Linked DNA regions of Zea mays: all the other regions are linked to region 2. A link is a contact called in public Hi-C data. All regions are on one chromosome and are shown on one strand. Each heading gives the region's core, a stretch centred on a gene start, on an enhancer-like site or on the middle of the called end of the contact. The rest is flanking DNA. Distances are from core to core; before and after follow the strand shown.

Evidence for each region. Hi-C and Micro-C count contacts between places; a contact is called where the count stands out from the background.
Region 1: a contact with region 2 is called in a Hi-C map of ear, with 2.1 times the contacts expected there. The contact joins two enhancer-like sites. A contact is called at or near these places in 4 of 25 Hi-C or Micro-C datasets (ear, endosperm, leaf and 1 more).
Region 3: a contact with region 2 is called in a Hi-C map of root tip, with 8 times the contacts expected there. The contact joins the promoter of LOC103626874 here to the enhancer-like site in region 2. A contact is called at or near these places in 14 of 25 Hi-C or Micro-C datasets (bundle sheath, ear, leaf and 4 more) and 1 of 3 datasets of contacts at active chromatin or transcription factors (leaf).

What each region holds. Positions count from the first base shown.
Region 1 is chr5:128,743,644-128,746,775 of Zm-B73-REFERENCE-NAM-5.0, forward strand. No RefSeq gene overlaps it. Among protein-coding and RNA genes, the nearest start is that of LOC103626874, 59 kb to the right of the region's middle. Within about 2 kb of position 1,743, at least 15 of the 20 cell types and tissues checked have an H3K27ac peak or open chromatin away from gene starts, as enhancers often do. A contact at or near this core is called in ear, leaf and tassel, where this site is marked.
Region 2 is chr5:128,949,719-128,952,668 of Zm-B73-REFERENCE-NAM-5.0, forward strand. No RefSeq gene overlaps it. Among protein-coding and RNA genes, the nearest start is that of LOC100280502, 93 kb to the right of the region's middle. Within about 2 kb of position 1,498, at least 16 of the 20 cell types and tissues checked have an H3K27ac peak or open chromatin away from gene starts, as enhancers often do. A contact at or near this core is called in bundle sheath, ear, leaf and 3 more, where this site is marked.
Region 3 is chr5:128,802,080-128,805,122 of Zm-B73-REFERENCE-NAM-5.0, forward strand. LOC103626874 reads left to right here and starts at 1,655. Exons shown (of 1, transcript XM_008647228.2): 1 at 1,655-3,043. The coding sequence starts at 2,218.

The DNA of each region.
Region 1 (3,132 bases), core at 493-2,992, 210 kb before region 2:
ACACGACTTATGGTTAAAGGGTGCAACCACTGCAGAGTGTAAAACTGGTATATCATCCGTGCTCGCGGTCAAGAGCGACTCAGAACTCTCGCATGATTAAATTATGGAATTAAACTTAATCTATCATATGCATTTCATTGTGGTTTTATTATTAATTTTGATCTCTTATTTGATTGGGTTGGTATCTACTTATACTTAGTAACTACTAATAAAACTTTGACCAACTTTAAAAGCAATGCGCAGCTTTAACCATCTTATTTGGTAGGCCTTATACTTCACATGAGCCCCCACTGTAAGTGAGCTCATGCACATTATTCCCCACAACTTGTTAAGCGATGAACGTATGTCAGCTCACCCTTGCTGTACTCATATCCCCCAGGTCAAGGATATGTACCCACTAGATGAGGAGCATGAAGGAGGTCTCGAGGAGTTCGTGAGAGGTCTAGGCCATCGTCTCCAAGTCAACTATGGTTGCAAAGGATCGTTGTCTTCGTATGATGTAATTATTTAACTATTTTGTATAGAAATTATACTTTATAACAAATATATGACATTGCTTCTGTACCATGAGTCATCATATGTATGAGACTTGATCCTAGCACACATTTGATTCACACCGGGTTTGGCCCTTAAATCTGGGTGTGACAGTAGAGTAAATTGACCTAAATTATTTAATAGATTAAACTCTACACCTAGAACCTCTTTTCCCACCTTGTTCACCTAAACTTAAGTTGGTGCCTTAGCCCAACTCGGCAGTGAACAACAAACTAGCATGCATAGTAGGTTGTATGACCTATCTAGCCTAACCTAGAAGCAAAACAACAAAACCAGATTCTGACTAATCTCAATTAGCTTATAACCCCCCGCTAAGCCCCCTACTCTACCTACTAAGCTATTTGGTTTACCTACAAATATGTCTTAACCACATGTCCCTAACTCGTATGGCAATACCAAGACCCGATCTCTAAAATGAGTCAAAGATCCATCATCCAGATTAAAGCTTTTCTTACCCTAACTTTTCTTACCTCGACCTATCCTCACTGTCAACCAAATCTCATTGTGCCTGCTAGTTGGCTAGACATAAAAGAATGCTAATGCTTTCCTAATCACTCACTAATTAATGAGAAAAGATGAGAAAACTTTTTGATATTGAAACCAATTCAAAAAAAACAAGAAACTAAAACTATAAACAAAACGGAAATAACTATATCTCTTTTCTTACTAATCTTGAGGATGAGATTATTTCTAAGGGGGTATAATTTGTAATACCTAAAATCATGCTTAGGGATTTATTAAAAATATTTTTGAAGATCTAAATAAATATGAACTCTATATAGTCGATTAAATGCAAAAGATCATTATATGGACTTTTGCTATATATTTTGAAATAGTCACTCGTATTTCTTAATGGAGATTATATATTATAAATTTTATTTTAACAACAAATAATAAATAAGAATATTTGAAAGGACTTTCAATTGAACTTCACATCCAAAATAATGTTTTCTTCAAAGAGAACAATATGTGTGTGGCATGATTAAAAGTGTTTGCTTAAATTAAAAAAAGAAAAATATATAAATGGGAAACTGCTCACATGGGCCACGTTTTCCCACAACTAGGCCAACCAAGCCAACGACCCAGCTAGCCCATTCCCACGCTAGCCCAACTCCACTGCATCTTGTGACCAGTAATCCATTTAGCGACCGGTCACCACCATGCAGGGTCCATTGCTCATCCTCACATGTGCTGGACACACTGGCACCTGAGACGCTGGCGCGTGGGACCATCTTCACAGAACCATCTTCCCAGGTGTCACCACTCCGCGCTAAATCCCAAACAGAATCCTCACCTCCAAATCCTCCGCGGGGCCGTTAGAACGGTTTGCCAGCTGGTGTCCTTGGCCGGGATATAAAAACGGACCTTCCCCAGGCCCATGGGATCATCTAGCCAGAGAGCAGGGCCATAGGGCATGGTGTTTCCTCAATGTAGAGAGTGTGGCACCGGGGGAACAGCCGAATAGCCACCATCGTAGATCGTCATGTGCGCCCTTGCTCGATGTCCCGTGTGCGGCTAGGATGGTGCGCCGGGGAGTGGTGATCTTGGCCAGCGACAACTCGAGTGCGGGGAGTCATTGGGGCACGATGATTTCTTGTCGATGTTGAAGAACTGCCACCGAGTCGTTGTTCTCCATTGACTACACGCGCTGGTGTTCGATTTTAGTAAGAACCTACTCTCTCTAACTCGCTATGACCTGAGCATCGAGTAGTGTGTTCCATACTAGATGATAAAGCACTGGAACCGCGCATCTGCGTTCTCCGGCGTGGGCTCGCTACGTTACTGGGCGGCGCCACCGACTGAAGCTGGGGGAGGAAGACGGGTGTCTAAGATTAGATCCTAGTTAGCCTTTCATTCCATCGAAGCAGAGTCGTAGATCTTTTATCCGATGATGCGGAGCAAATCAAGCAATCATAAAATCTTGATCATAGATCTCGGATCTGAGGGCCAGAATCGCGTATCGGTTCAATAGATTGTGGATATAGTCTGATCCATTGGATGGGAATCAGTCGACTGTAGTATAAGGGTACCCCTTCAGCCGAGCAAACTTGTTAAAGTGTTCCTATGTTATTACGCATTCAACCCACCATCCCCATAGTAAAAACGTCGCAAAAGAGTCCTTGTCTTTGAAAATTGAACCCTAAGTTATTGGAGTTTATTACCCGCAGTCCAGGAATTAGGATTAACTCTAGAAAATGATTTTGATATAAAAATAAACCTAAAAATCTTAGATGAATCATAACTTGACCATTTTAACTCCGATTTAGTCCATTCCAGTTGCATTAGCTTCGTAATATTATTGCCTACGCTTTTTGTAACATTATTTTATCAGGTAACATGTTATCAGAAAACTATTGGTTTAACCGATGCTTAGTATATTAATCTTGCTAAACAAAGATAATCTATCTATAGTTATAACCTAACTAAAATATGATCCATAATCAAGTTGTAACTTGGATTAAGGTTTAATAACTATTTCATTGTAATATTTTCTCACTTGATTTATATTAATTAACATAGAATATATATTTCTTATTTAATCTCCTAAGAACTGCAGAAAACTATATCTTTTTAACT
Region 2 (2,950 bases), core at 248-2,747:
TGGGTCGGGCGGAGCGGAGTTTCCTATGGTGCCTGAGGCCGGGCCTGACTGCCTGTCAGCCTCACTCTGTCGAGCGGCACAGCAGTCGGAGCGGCGCAGGCGGCGCTGTCCTTCTGTCAGGCCGGACTGTGGAGCGGCGAAGTGACTGCGGTCACTTCGGCTCTATCGACTGGAGGACGCGCATCAGGATAAAGGTGTCAGGCCACCTTTGCATTAAATGCCCCTGCGATTTGGTCGGTTGGCGTGGCGATTTGGCCAGGGTTGCTTCTTGGCGAAGACTGGGCCTCGGGCGAGCCGAAAGTATGTTCGTCGCTGGAGGGGGGCCTCGGGCGAGACGGAGATCCTCCGGAGTCGGCTGCCCTTGCCCGAGGCTGGGCTCGGGCGAGGCGTGATCGAGTCCCTCGAATGGACCGATCCCTGACTTAGTCGCACCCATCAGGCCTTTGCAAATTTGTGCTGATGGGGGTTACCAGCTGAGAATTAGGAGTCTTGAGGGTACCCCTAATTATGGTCCCCGACACGCGGGCACCGAGCGAAGGAGGAAGACACCGTTCAATAGTAATTCGTTCCTAATCAGGTAATCCCAAATCGGTAAATCCCCTGTCTAGTTGACCAATTCACATGTTTATTTATACATGTACACAGATTTGTACATGTAGTCATACATAAAATCCACCGTACCTTAAATTCTAGGCATCCTCCGCCACTTAAGAAAGCTGACCATGCCCGTTATCTACTGCTGCAGGGTATACTTCTTTGTCTCAACGGTATACAATCCTATTACTCTATTTTGTTTCTGTTCATCGTACTAGGTTTTGATTCAACTGTTATTGAAAATATTTATGAGGTCCAGTCCAGCTACGACTTGCGTGTATCCATCTGGGATTGTTCAACACATATGGTTCAGGTCGCGCGCGTGATCTGCTGGTAATCAAAGAGAATGCACGTACGGCTGATTGATGAATGAACGGACCCATGCATCATACATACACCTCTGCGCATCAGGCTGGCGCAGCGCAGTAAAATATATGTAAATGCTGGAGAGATGATGATGGTAGTGGTTATTAAATTAACTACTAGTTCCACCGCTGACACATCTGGGAAAAGCATCCATGGCCTTTTCTGCAGCAAGGAAAGGGTAGTCAGACCTGGGAGCAATTATCTATTATTCTTCTATGATCCCTTTTCACAATAATATAATTGAGATATATATTGGTGTTCCATCGTTACTGCAGCGGTAGCTTTTTAACAGGCACTCCATGGCTCCATGCTGCATGAGTAGTAGTAGAAGTACTCCGTTATGCATATCATTCGCTTATCCCATCATTTCACCATCTCTAGCTAGCTAGTATAATCTACTGCTATGCCGTAGCCTAGGGGTCATAAACCTGTAGTACTGCTGTACTGGTAGACTTCAAACCCTAATCAAAGAGGGACGTGGCATGGCCTGACATTCAGCATCACTTTATTCCAAACCGGTCAAAAGCGCAGATTTGGATGTTGGACACGGTGGGCCCCACGGCCCACCACCACCGGAGACGGGGAGGACCAGCACGCCCCCAGACTGCTCAGCGGCTGAAACCAGCAACAAGCTGTAATTATTATATTAAACAAATATACACGGCTGATTCGGCTTTGCTCGGCATCGATCCATCAAGCATCTCAGGAATCGTGGATAATAATAATGCAACCGACCCTATATCCGTATCCTCGCGCTGTCTCGAGAGTATCCTTCTATTCTTCCTCCTCTGTGTTTCATTCACCTAAGATATATATTAAGAACTTTTTTCAGTATTATACTCTCAAATATCTTTATATATATATATATATATATATATATATATATATATATATATATATATATATATATATATATATATATATATATATATATATATATATATATAATTCATTGTCTAAAGTATAAAAATAAATAAACGTAACAAAAGAGCGCCTTATGTATAGAGTGTTGGCGTCAATTTAGACACCAATCACTAACGATCCCTAGATCGTCACAACAATGAGTATAGACCTTGGTGATGATCCAGTAGGGTCGAGACTTTGGAGAACGATATAGTAAATAAGATGTAATATAAATAACACTATCTCCAATACGCTATTGAACTCTACCTCTATCGTTGCTTTATAGGACACCACCTATATGATGGCCACCACCTATTTGGAGACAAACAACAACGAAGCATAGGGTCTTCTCATGATGAGAAATACCTTACGTTCGGCTCTGCGAGGTAAATGCCGATGGCGGTCTGTGATAGATCACTGGACCGCCATGCAATGCTTCCTGCGGTGACGCGAACTATCTGCGACATGTGGTTGAACGGCCCGTGACCCAACTGCGGGAGTAAATCTTCCATTTGAAAATAGACACTCGGCAAAGGTCATTTTACACTCGTCAAAACTTTTACCGAGTGTAAACCCTAAACCCTAACACTCAGAAAAAAATACTTGGTAAACATTTTATCGGCAAAGGATTTTTTACCGAGTACTTTTTTCAGACACTCAGCAAAGAAAAGCACTCGACAAATTAAGAATCGAAAAAACCCCAAAAAAACAGCAAAACATTTTTTAAATTATAGGAACGTCTCTCCAACCACTAACTATTACTACCATACTCATCGTCTAATCATTTTTCACTATTATTTTGTATCATATTTACATGTTTTGTATGTTTTGTGGATGGTGAGATTCGAACTCGCAACCTCCCTCGCGCATACCCTCATTTACCACTACACTACTATATAAATTATGTCCATATTACATTTTCATTTCTCATATACTATAACCAATCGAAAGTAATTTGATTATTTAAGGCACTAAATAAAAGACATAACTTTTCTAGATTTACAAGTTCTATTTTGATAGTTTCTACATGCGAGACCGTTTTTGCGTGACACTCGGCAAAATATTTGACACTCGGCGAAGAGCCAAA
Region 3 (3,043 bases), core at 405-2,904, 150 kb before region 2:
GTCAGCTATGGCGTAGAGCTAATGATACAACCATGGAGGGACAACCTTGAGAGTCAGCTATGGCGTAGAGCTAATGATACAACCATGGAGGGACAGTCGGATAACTCAAGTTTCCACGGTTTCCATCTTCGTCATGTTTTCCCACATTTAATTTAAATAGTAAAAATACTAAAAATACGTATAAATGGAGATGCAAACCATGGTTGTCGGGTTTAAACCCACGTTCACACCTACTTAGCCAACGAAACACATATGTTTTTATGTTTATTCTATATTTAAATATAAATAAAACTGTAGCAACGTACGGACACATTGCGAGTTAGCTTATTATTCATGTGTTTTTTGTTCTTGTATCATGGATTCCTACATTACAAACACCACTTTTGATCTTTTTTCTACGTTTTCTATTTTTCTGTTTTACAATCTCATTCCTATACATTTCCTTTGTTTTTGTACATTGTTTCTCTATTTCTCAGCTGTAAATATTGCGCTACTACTGCCTATTAAGAACCTAGAGTAAATCTTATTGATTTTTCAGAGAGGGGAAATGACTTGTGAATGGTGCAAGCAATAATATGTACAAACTACAAAGCTAGGTTCATCTACAAAGATAAAAGAGAAATACTAGGCGAGGACCAAAGCACTATTAATAGGTCCTTTTGAAGTCATCCTGAACAGTTGTGAAACAATAGCTTTTCTAACCAACAGATCTATTATTTCAACCAGTGATCCAAACAACAACTGAAGTTTTTCCCCCAAATCTAAAGACAGAGATGAGCCCTCTGCCCATAAAAAGTTGGCGTGGATTTGGAAAAAAAAAAAGCAGCAGCAATCAAGATTGCGCCCGGTTTCCATCTGGAACCCGTAAATAATCCATGCATGTACGCCTTGTTGTGTGTCCTTGAAACAAATCCAGGAAATTCAACGAACGTGGCTAGCTGTTTCAAACGTCGCCCATCAATGTGAATAGCGCTTTTTTTTTCCAGGTGGGTGGCAATGCGTGTCATACCCCATCCCAGAATTGGTACCGGGTCTATGTTGGGAACGCAATTAATCTGGAGGGAATACAGTAGCGCGGAAGGATACAGTAGCCCCCTCCCCTGTACAGGGAGACCAGCTATCCGAGTGTCCCTCAGTGGCTGTATCATTAGCTGCCGTTGCTGACTCTGAAGGCTGCTTTGCAACCTATCTATTTCACTAGGTCATTATGGTATGTACAACCCGGAGTATTGTAGTGTACCAGGCGTGGTCTTTCCTAGTATACTATTCTTCATATACTGTAGGCTTTACTTGAACCTATACCAAGAGGACAGTGTTGCATTCTTGATATGGTGAGAATGGGGCTTGGCCTGTGCACTCCTTCCCATCTCCATCGTCCATCTTTCCTTCGTCCTCGATATGACTACCCATCCATCCGAGTCTAGTCTTCACCCCGCCTACCGCCCGCTACCAGCACAGCAACTGCTGCACCATCAGTGAGCACAAATATCACGCCAGTGGCCAGTGGGTGACCTCTCCACTAATAGATGATGTTTTAGGATTTAAATTGTGTTATAAAATAGATGATGCTTTTTTGAAAGGTATTTTGGTAGTTTATATCGCCCCTCACAACAGATTGACTGCTTTCCTTCCTCCCCAGCAGTTTTGGCTGGTTGAATGAAAAAGAAAAAAAAATGTCATATTCACATACTATTATATATTGGTATTTGGCGGACACGGTCGAGAGGGTGAGACTCTTCTTCAATTCATCGATCTCGTCCTCGTTTTGTCCCTATCAACCCTTTTTCTTCTGTCTCTCTCCTCTCCCTTTCTACCTTGCAGCATCGGCATCGCATCGCATTGTTTTCTCCTCTCCCGCATCCCAAATCTTCCTTTCTAAACCCCCTAAAACCTCCACGAAATACCCCACCGCCCCCCCGGCCCCCGCGCGCGCATGGACGGCCCACCGCGGCCGCCGCCGCCCAATGTGCAGCTTCGATCGCCGTCCGCGCGCGCCGCCGGGTGCCGACTCCCGCATTAGCCGCCCGCCGCGGGAAATCCCACGCCGCTGCCACAGCGGGATTCGATTGGCGGGTTGGTGACCGGAAAGGAAGAGGGGGTGGGGTGGTTCCCTTTCTTTTCTCCGTACCGCGCTTCGCGATCGGTTTGCCGATCGTTAGTTGGCTGGTCGGTTCGTCTGCCCCTTGTTCGCTGGGCGGCGAGGCGGGCCCGGCTGCCATGTCCACGGCAACGGCCAAGGAGGAGGAGGCGGCCGCGGCCGCGGCGCCCGCAATGGTCGGCGAGGAGGCCGCCGCGCGCGCCGCGCTGAAGCGCTACGAGGCCCTCCTCACTGTGCGGGCCAAGGCGGTCAAGGGCAAGGGCGCCTGGTACTGGGCGCACCTCGAGCCCGTTCTCGTCCCGCCCGCCGAAACCGGCATGCCGCCCAAGGCCGTCAAGTTGCGCTGCGCCCTCTGCTCCGCCGTCTTCTCTGCCTCCAACCCGTCAAGGACCGCCTCCGAGCACCTCAAGCGTGGTACCTGCCCCAACTTCGCTTCCCCGCCGCCGGGACCCGCCGGCGCCTCGGCCTTGCAGCCGGCGCCCACGCCCACGCAGCAGCTCGCGCTGCCGTCCAACTCCACCGCCTCATCCCCTGTCCCCATCTCCTCCATCGCGCCCTCCTCGTCGCACCACCACTCCAATCCGCACCACCACCACCACCAACAACAACAATCCGGCAGTCGCAAGCGCCATTCCATGCCACCCGCGTACACGCCGGCGGAACCCGTGTCTCACCATCATCACCTCGTCGTTGTTGACCCGTCCTTGGTCTACCCTTCGGCGTTGCCCGCGCTGCCGGCGCCCCCTCCGCCACACCAGTCGGAGCTCGTGCTCTCCGGCGGTAAAGGCGACTTCAGCGCTCTCGCCATGCTCGAGGACAGCGTCAAGCGCCTTAAGTCACCCAAGGCATCGCCGGTCACCATGATGCCCAAGCCGCAGGCTGACGCGGCGCTCGCCTTGCTGTCCGACTGGTTCCTGGAGTCATCGCCTGGCGTGTCGCTCTCTG